Linked DNA regions of Oryzias latipes: region 2 is linked to region 1. Evidence: chromatin contacts called from public Hi-C data. All regions are on one chromosome and are shown on one strand. The core of a region is the stretch at or near the end of the contact, and the rest is flanking DNA. Distances in the headings are between cores, read along the strand shown. Region 1 overlaps ppfia2 (liprin-alpha-2). Region 2 has its middle 3.7 kb from the start of LOC110017604.

Region 1 (4,123 bases), core at 779-3,278:
AAACACATTCATGCTCATTTCATGGATACAAATAGACAGTTTACTTCAATGCTGCTACTAAATTCCACAGTTTTGTCTGAATTTGAATGAATAACTGAAGGAGGTTGTAACAACTGAAGCATGAATTGGTCAGAATATGAACAAAGGGCTGAACTGAGGAGTAACCTCCTGTTTGTGAATCCAGCACTTTCCCAATCCCAGATTAAGATTGAGGCTTGTCCAAACATGTTTTTTGCACTGTTGAATAAAGACTTTTGTCTTTCTGGGATTGTCAGTGCGATGACAAAGACTTCCGGGGCCCGTCATGGCGAAGGCAGTTCCCACCCCGGGACATCCACGGCATCAGCATGATGCCTGGGTCGGCAGAAACGCTCCCCGCAGGTTTCCGCCTCACGACGACGTCTGGCCACTCCCGAAGACTGCCCCCTGAGGGTGAGAGCCTGTATCACACGCAGCTTTTATTTCGCTTTCAAGTGCAGAGAAAAGCCGGCGCTGACGTTTACGTCTGTGTCGGAGCTGTCCGGCTGAGAGCGGGAAGCTCTGCTGTCTGTGAGAGCTCTGACTGTGTCTCTTGTTCCCTCCGGCGGCTGCTCTGCAGTCCTCTATGAGGTGCTGGACGACAGTCCTGATGACATGTATTTGGACTGGTTTCAAGGTCAGCTATACTTCTCTGAAGGTTCCTGGGCTTGGTGGCCCAGTGTGCACTGAACATAGTCTCCCTCCTCATCACATGATCTGTTGCCAACTCTCCTGCTATGTACCCCCCTTCTGTGGTTTTTCAAACCCTTCAGCATCTAGACCTGAACCTCCATAAAGGTTGTTTTGGAGAGCTGCAAAAAAAAGGTTTTCTTATCAACCAAAGTGATAACGAAGCGTGATCCGATCCTTTAACGGAGTATCAGGTTAGGGCTGCACCTAACAATACTTTGTTTTGTTTTAACTGATCAATGAAGTCTTTTTTAAGAGTCATTTAACAAAATAAACAATGTATCCTGTAAAATGAAATTGCATCCACAGCTCCCAGGAAATAATGCCCTATAAAAGAAAAAAGTCAACTCCAAAAACTACTGCCAGGATTGAATGCCAAAACAAAAATCAACTACATCTGTTACTGCCAGGTATAAATACTCTTTGGAAATGAACACTGACAGAGAACTGTATCCACTGTTGCCAGGTTTAAATTCATGTAAATGCCCTCTGGAAATAAGAAAAATCAACTGCATCCACTGCTGCCACGAAAAAGACAAACGTCAAGTGCAAAAACTACTGCCAGGAATGAAATTTACCACAAAAAAAACACTGAACTGCATTCACTGCTACCAGTTTGCTACTTTTTTATGTTGCTCTTGATACTTTTTCCTTCCATTGCTAATCTTGTTCCTCCATGGTGCAAAACATCTGTAAATCAGTGTACTTTTGGTACATAACAAAATAATTGACTAATTTTAAAAAAAGACATTAGATGGCAGAACGGTAAATTGACTTAAATACATATTGATGTTTTCATAACAAAACAAAAAAAAGATATTTTGTTGTTTCACTTCAGTTACAGGAAAGAACTGGCTGAAAAGGCTTTTATTTTTATCTCACTGAATCAACTGCTGAGGCTAAACTGAATCACTTGTTATGAACGGAGGGTTTTATTCCTGCTCACATGTATGAGAAGTTCCCATTTCATGAGACAAAGTTTCTATTATTTTTCAATCTTTTCCCACTTGTTTCAACTTTGGAAAATTGCAGGTTCAGCATCATGTGATAATCGGGTTATGAGTGATCATAGGCCAGCACTGTTCCATCTGACATGAACAAAAGCACTTTTACTTTTTTTTTTTAACTAACCTCTCAAAGACACTAAAACAGCTCCCCCGTGATCCTTCATGGCTAATCTCTCCAGTCTGAAACCCTCACAGTCGACTAAACAGCACTTCCTTTGATCCATGGTTTTGTCCTCTCACGGTGACGTCGTTGTGTGGAGTAAAAGTGCTCCCCTTCAAACTGGAACTTCTGGTTCTGTGTCAATAGTGATCATGTCTCCGTCTCCCCCTGCAGTTGGACCTTGTGCGGTGCAGCGGCTGGACACCACGGTGAGAACCTACTCCTGCTGAGAGGAGGAAGAGGGGGACCTTAAACTGTACGCTGTATGTAACACAACTCAGACTGTCGCTGTGTCCAATGCAAAGCTGTACTGAGGGACAATAAAAATAGATTTTGGATGAAGGAGTGCCGAATGAGGACAGCTTGAAGCGAGATGAGCCGATGGGAGCCAGCAGGGCCGGCTGCACGCTGCAGCTTCCTCCTGACTTCCTCTGATTCATATCTGTCCAAAAGCACCAGTCGGGTCCTGTAGAATCTGCTCATGGAAGGTTCAATGTCTCGCTTGCTTCTAAACAAAACAGATTAGTGTGTCTGATACATCGTAAAGAAACTATACTGTTAGTTACTCACAAAAATGTAAAAAAGAAAGTTTTCCCTAAATAAGCAATACAAGAAATGAAAAAATTGTTTTATGTGAATTATTTTGATAGTTTACTTAAATAAAAACAGTCTACTTCCTGTTAACATTAAATCTGTTCCACAAAAATAATCTCCGGTCCTGGAACCACACTTAAAATGTCATGAAACTGACCGATCAGCCTTTTTTTTTTTAAGTGTTATGTTTGTTAAGGTTAACTGGTTTCTTCAAGTTGATATAGTTACAACACAGATTTCTTTTTTCATTTCTTTTGCGTAACAAAAGAAAACAAATCCACAAAAGCAAAAGGTACATACATTTGTCATAACCCAAAAGAAATTAGTTTTCCCGTTAATGACTGTGCTGTGTGTCTTCTCTAAAGTCTGATTTCCATTGGTGCATCTGCTTTGTGTTTGCCGTTCGTCTGCAGTGCATCTGCGGTTTCGTCATTCAGAATTAACATAATGAATTATTAATAGTTTTTCAGTCAGACAACTCATACAGTAAAATATATTTATTTTCACATTCTTTTATTTTGGCATTTACATACTTTATGATAAATCACATGATTCTTGTGGAGAAAAAGGCTTTACATTGTCATGGTAAAATATTAGTTTGACATAGGATTTATCACAATGTAAACCTTTTCTATGTGGCAACAAACTAATTTAATCTGATTTCTTCTTTAGTGTTAAAATTATGAATGAACCTACCATTCATGCACTGAGGAAGAAATAAGGATTTCAATATAAATGCATTAAACTCTCACGAGTCTGTTAGCAAAAACTTCCACCATGAATTCCAGCTTTAAAACGATGGACGGGGAAAAACGAGGCTCAAATGGACGCTGATTCCTCTGATTATGACCTTGACGAGGTTTTGATTTTCTTAAATATTTGTTATCCTAAGTTTGTTAGCTACCACACAAAATCTCAAGGGGTTTAAAAAAAATTTCATTGACCTAAAAGTTGTTTTATGACAAGAAAAATAAAAGGTTTGTATCTGGTTTACATTTATTAATAATCGTCTTCAAATACCAGCTGATGTTAGGAGAGACCTCTGAGAGGAACTCCAACATGTAAGATTGATTAGTTATTTGAATTCAATATTCAATATTCTTCTCAAAACGGAAAACAAGCTCTGCAATTGGTCAGAGCAACAGAAAGTGGGCACTTTTTATCAATACGTCTTTATCAATTTTATTTACATATTTACTTTACAAAATGCGAGTAAAATATGAATTCATTTACAGAAATCAAATGTTTACATGAACTGTGGAGAAAGGTACACTATCCAACACTGACATCTAGTGTTCAAAATGGTAAATATGATTTTGATCCACACAAAGACTTGAGTTGAAGCTGCATCCTGATAGTTTCAATATGATCAGAAAAGTTACACAACAATACTGCAATCATAAACCACAGGATGAAAATAATGTTTATTTTAATGAACTTTGGGAACAAAAACAGATTTTTTTACAATACCTTTAGGGTATTTTCACAATAAAGCTGCTTGGTCCAGACCTGGAAGTGTTATGATTGTCATATTAGTTTAGCAGGTGCAAAATAGTATGGAGGGAAAAGAAATTTTTCTCAGCCTCTTTTTTAATGCTGTTTCAGTCAAAACTCTGAGTTACCAGCCAGTAAAAGTGATGTTTTCAGGTGGTTT
Region 2 (3,816 bases), core at 757-3,256, 140 kb after region 1:
AATCACTCGAACCACAAACATTTTACAGATCACGACAATTAAAAAAGCAAAACAAATGTTTAAAAAAAAAACTCTACATTTTAGAAAACAGAATTTCAGAAGCCAAAAAAATCCAGAAAAGAAGTATTCTACAGAATAAAAAATGAAATGTTAGAAAACTAAATACAATGAGAAACTGGAAAAGGTAGGTACTATGGGACATTGCTGAGTGGATGATGATGTCCAGTATGGCTTCATGTCAAATAACTAAAATAATGGACAAACATTATCATCCAGTCAGTGATGTCCCATAGTAACTACCTTTTCCAGTTTCTCTTTGTGTTTCATTCTTCTAGCATTCATTTTGATTTCTGGAGAAGCCTTTTGTTTTCGAAAATGTTTTTTTTCTTCCTTTAATTACAGGAAATGGAAATTATAGAACACGTACTGAGTTTGGATAAATGTGCTTTTGCGAGTAGTGGCCAATAATAGTGCGATGCTTCAACATTCTGGGACTGAACTCAATCCTCAAAGGTGAAAACGCTACAGAGCTGACTAGATCTGGAATCTGAGAGTGGTTGGGGGTAAAACAACTTGCCAGCAATCTTGGCCTCAATCCCACTTCCCAGTTGTCAAAGTCAAAGTCGGCTTTATTGTCAAATGTACTGCATCCATAAAGACATACAGCACAGATGAAATTGCTTTCCTCTCACCCCACAGTGCAAGCAGCATATAAAAAATAAATAAATAAACGACTTAAACAATAGATAAAAAGACAGCAATAATAAGAAGAATAACAGTAGTCTAAACAGTGCAGAGAGCAATGAGATGGTTAAAGTGGCAGTTTAAAGTGACAACAGTGCTGAGAACAGTAAGTGGATGAGGTGGTGATGGCAGTCTTTGGTGAAAGTGGTGATCTGAACTGTTGTGAAAGTTTTCAGTGTGGGCTTGTAGGACGGAGTGGAGGGGCCAGAGGGGGGAGGGCAGGGAGGGAGCTGAGTGTCCATATCGCCTGATGGACGAAACTGTCTTTTAGTCTGCTGGTTCTGGTTCTGGTGGTTGTGGTACCACCTTGAATTGTTTGTGTCAGAGCGACCAATAAATACTGGTCGGTCGCCATGTTTGACAAACTTTTCCGATATTCTAGTACTTTTCCTATAAATGCGTCTTCCTTACCAATATGGTTCCATATTAAAGAAAAATCCATAATATTTTCCATCTTAGAAGCATTTTCGTTTTTTGGTGTGAACTATTTTTCACATTTTAAAGCTAATCAACCAAACACCAATGTCCTGACTTTTTGTGCTAGTTTATTTTATTTGTCTGACCGTTTGCAAGTTTAGCTGCTTGCTATCTCAGAGCTTTTTCTTTTGGTTCCACTCAATTTGTTTGAAGACACACTTTTTCCAGCTGGCTTGGATCCTGAAAGTAAACCAAATCAAAGGCTTTGTGCGTCTGAACAGCTTCTGCTGCACTGTCTATATAAAAGTATGTTGGAAAAACTTGTAATACAGAAAAACTCAGCGGCAAAAACCAAAAAGAGAAGCGCTGCTATGATCAAAAGATTCCATTTGTGTTTCAAAAAGAAGATTTGGTGCATTTTTGATCACTTTTTCCAACAAAAACAGATCCTATTTCTTCTTTAAAAGTGAGACAAAACAAACCGTTTCTTCCCTAAAGATAAGACTTGCCTCCATGCTCTCTGATGACCTTACAGTGCAAATCTACACCGCTTTAATCATGACGTTAAGAGAAAGCAAAACACAAGTGACAAAAAAGAAAGATAACCTTCATACTTCAAAGCTGTCTGGAAGCTCACCTCCAACAATCTCCTCCCTGCTGGAGCACAAGAGGATGGCGTTCCTGTGTGTTTTCATAAAAATAGATCCACGTTGACCCCTGAGGAGGGGGATCATCGCAGGTTGTCGGAGGGCGGGGTAAAGGTTGGAGGCTGTGAGGTAGCCTATGACCCCGTGATTTTGCTCGGGCACAACAGCCCAGATCTCTGGGGGGAAACCCCTGCATGACCCGGCTCACCGCATTGAGGAACCGCAGCTCCTCGGCCTACTGCACAAACACGGAGGAGGAGGCATTATGAGGCGAGGCTGTATGGGCACATTTTAATGGGAGACAACGGTTTCGTCCACAGGAGCCCACTGGGACCAATTCTGCTGTAGTTCACGTCTGGGTTGAATGTGTTGAGAATGAGTCAATGCTGGCTGCACAGACTGTGACTAACAGAGCGGCGAGGCGACCAAAAACAGGCTGAGAGGAGAGCCAGGAAGGTTTCTTTGTTAAACAGACGAGATGAATCCATCATCAGCTCCATATTCTCTCTCAATCCTCGATGGTACAGGAGGGGTACTTTAGGAACCAGGCTGGGGGAGGGAGTTAAGTAGAGTGAGGGCTTGCAGAATAAACAAAAAGAGACCTGACTTCTAGACTGTCAGCTGTGGCCTTTAAGAGCTTCAAACGTATGAAGCTGGAACAGGGGGGTAAACAAGAACAAAACATGGATGAAGTACAGACGGGTCCTAGTCTTTTAATGATCCCACTGACTTCATCTGAAAAGTCTGATCTGCTTTGTGTCTTTCACTAAATCCCAGAGAAGGTTCAAAGCTGTCACGTCTAACGCTGCGTTCGTGTGTTTGCTAAAACACACACGTTGGCTGCACATGCTGCTAACCATCTGCAGAGCTTAGCTAATGATGGATAAAAGCTTTGAGAGTCAGCACAAACTTTATTGGACCAATTTGTGCAAAGCGGGCAAAACTAAAACTACCTAGTTTTCCTAAAAAGTTCAAAAAGTGTTCTTTGCCTCAGACGAGATTTGATTTGAAGGTGACCAAAGTGTTACCTTTGCAACGGAAAAATATATATATATGTATATATACATCTTTGACACACTGATGTATTTCCAGGCATGATGTATCTTGATTACTGGATGCTAGACTTACATGTGTGTGGATATATATATATATATATATATATATATATATATATATATATATATATATATATATATATATATATATATATATATATATATATATATATATATATATATATATATATGTATACATGGATCATACATGTACAATGGATCATGTACTGTTAGTCACATATATGCATGTGTGTGTGTACATATACATGTATATATGTGTCTATGTCCTTCTCTCTTTTTTGCTTTTCAATTATTTCATTTTCTATTCAATTCTTGACTAATAAATTCTTGGCTAACTATCCTAGTTTTGCTATATCTATGTATTCAGTATTCAGTATATCGAAACAAACAAACAATATATACAGTATATATTGTTTGTTTGGTTCGATTCTCCCCATTAGATGTTATGTTTGTGTTTAGGATCTTTGGTTTTCACTTCAAAGTTTTTTTGCATTTGGTTCACAAACAAAGCAAAAGTCTTCATTTAGAACTTCAAAAGCCCAAACCATAATACCACCACCATCTTTGACTACACTGCATTTCTCACATGTACGTTTTTTTAAAAATCTAAACCGTTGTATATATTTTTACCTTTGTAAAGCTGTGAATATGACACAATGATGGTTCTGAAAAGGACTTGGCTTTCCAGACACATTTTTGCCTTCAGTATAAACTTTCTGATGTGATGACTGAAGGTTCCTGTTTATCTCAAAGAGAGAGCCAAGGAGAAGGCTTTTCCAAAGCTGGCCGGTGTATTTCTAAACGATCTCCTCATTAAAAAGCCCCCAAAAGCCTTGAGTGTGTCTCCATGTCAGACAGAGGGAGTCTGTTGAATCAGGAAGTGGGCTTATCTGTAATTTAATGATCCTTAAAGGAAGAGAAAAAAACAATGA

What was found. Hi-C and Micro-C count contacts between places; a contact is called where the count stands out from the background.
Region 2: a contact with region 1 is called in a Hi-C map of embryo, with 2.3 times the contacts expected there. The contact joins two enhancer-like sites. A contact is called at or near these places in 2 of 5 Hi-C or Micro-C datasets (both in embryo).

What each region holds. Positions count from the first base shown.
Region 1 is chr23:19,078,268-19,082,390 of ASM223467v1, forward strand. ppfia2 (liprin-alpha-2) reads left to right here. Exons shown (of 30, transcript XM_023952407.1): 28 at 276-432; 29 at 2,050-2,138. The coding sequence ends at 2,105. Among protein-coding and RNA genes, the nearest start is that of lin7a, 53 kb to the right of the region's middle. Within about 2 kb of position 2,029, at least 1 of the 8 cell types and tissues checked has an H3K27ac peak or open chromatin away from gene starts, as enhancers often do. A contact at or near this core is called in embryo, where this site is marked.
Region 2 is chr23:19,216,460-19,220,275 of ASM223467v1, forward strand. No RefSeq gene overlaps it. Among protein-coding and RNA genes, the nearest start is that of LOC110017604, 3.7 kb to the left of the region's middle. Within about 2 kb of position 2,007, at least 3 of the 8 cell types and tissues checked have an H3K27ac peak or open chromatin away from gene starts, as enhancers often do. A contact at or near this core is called in embryo, where this site is marked.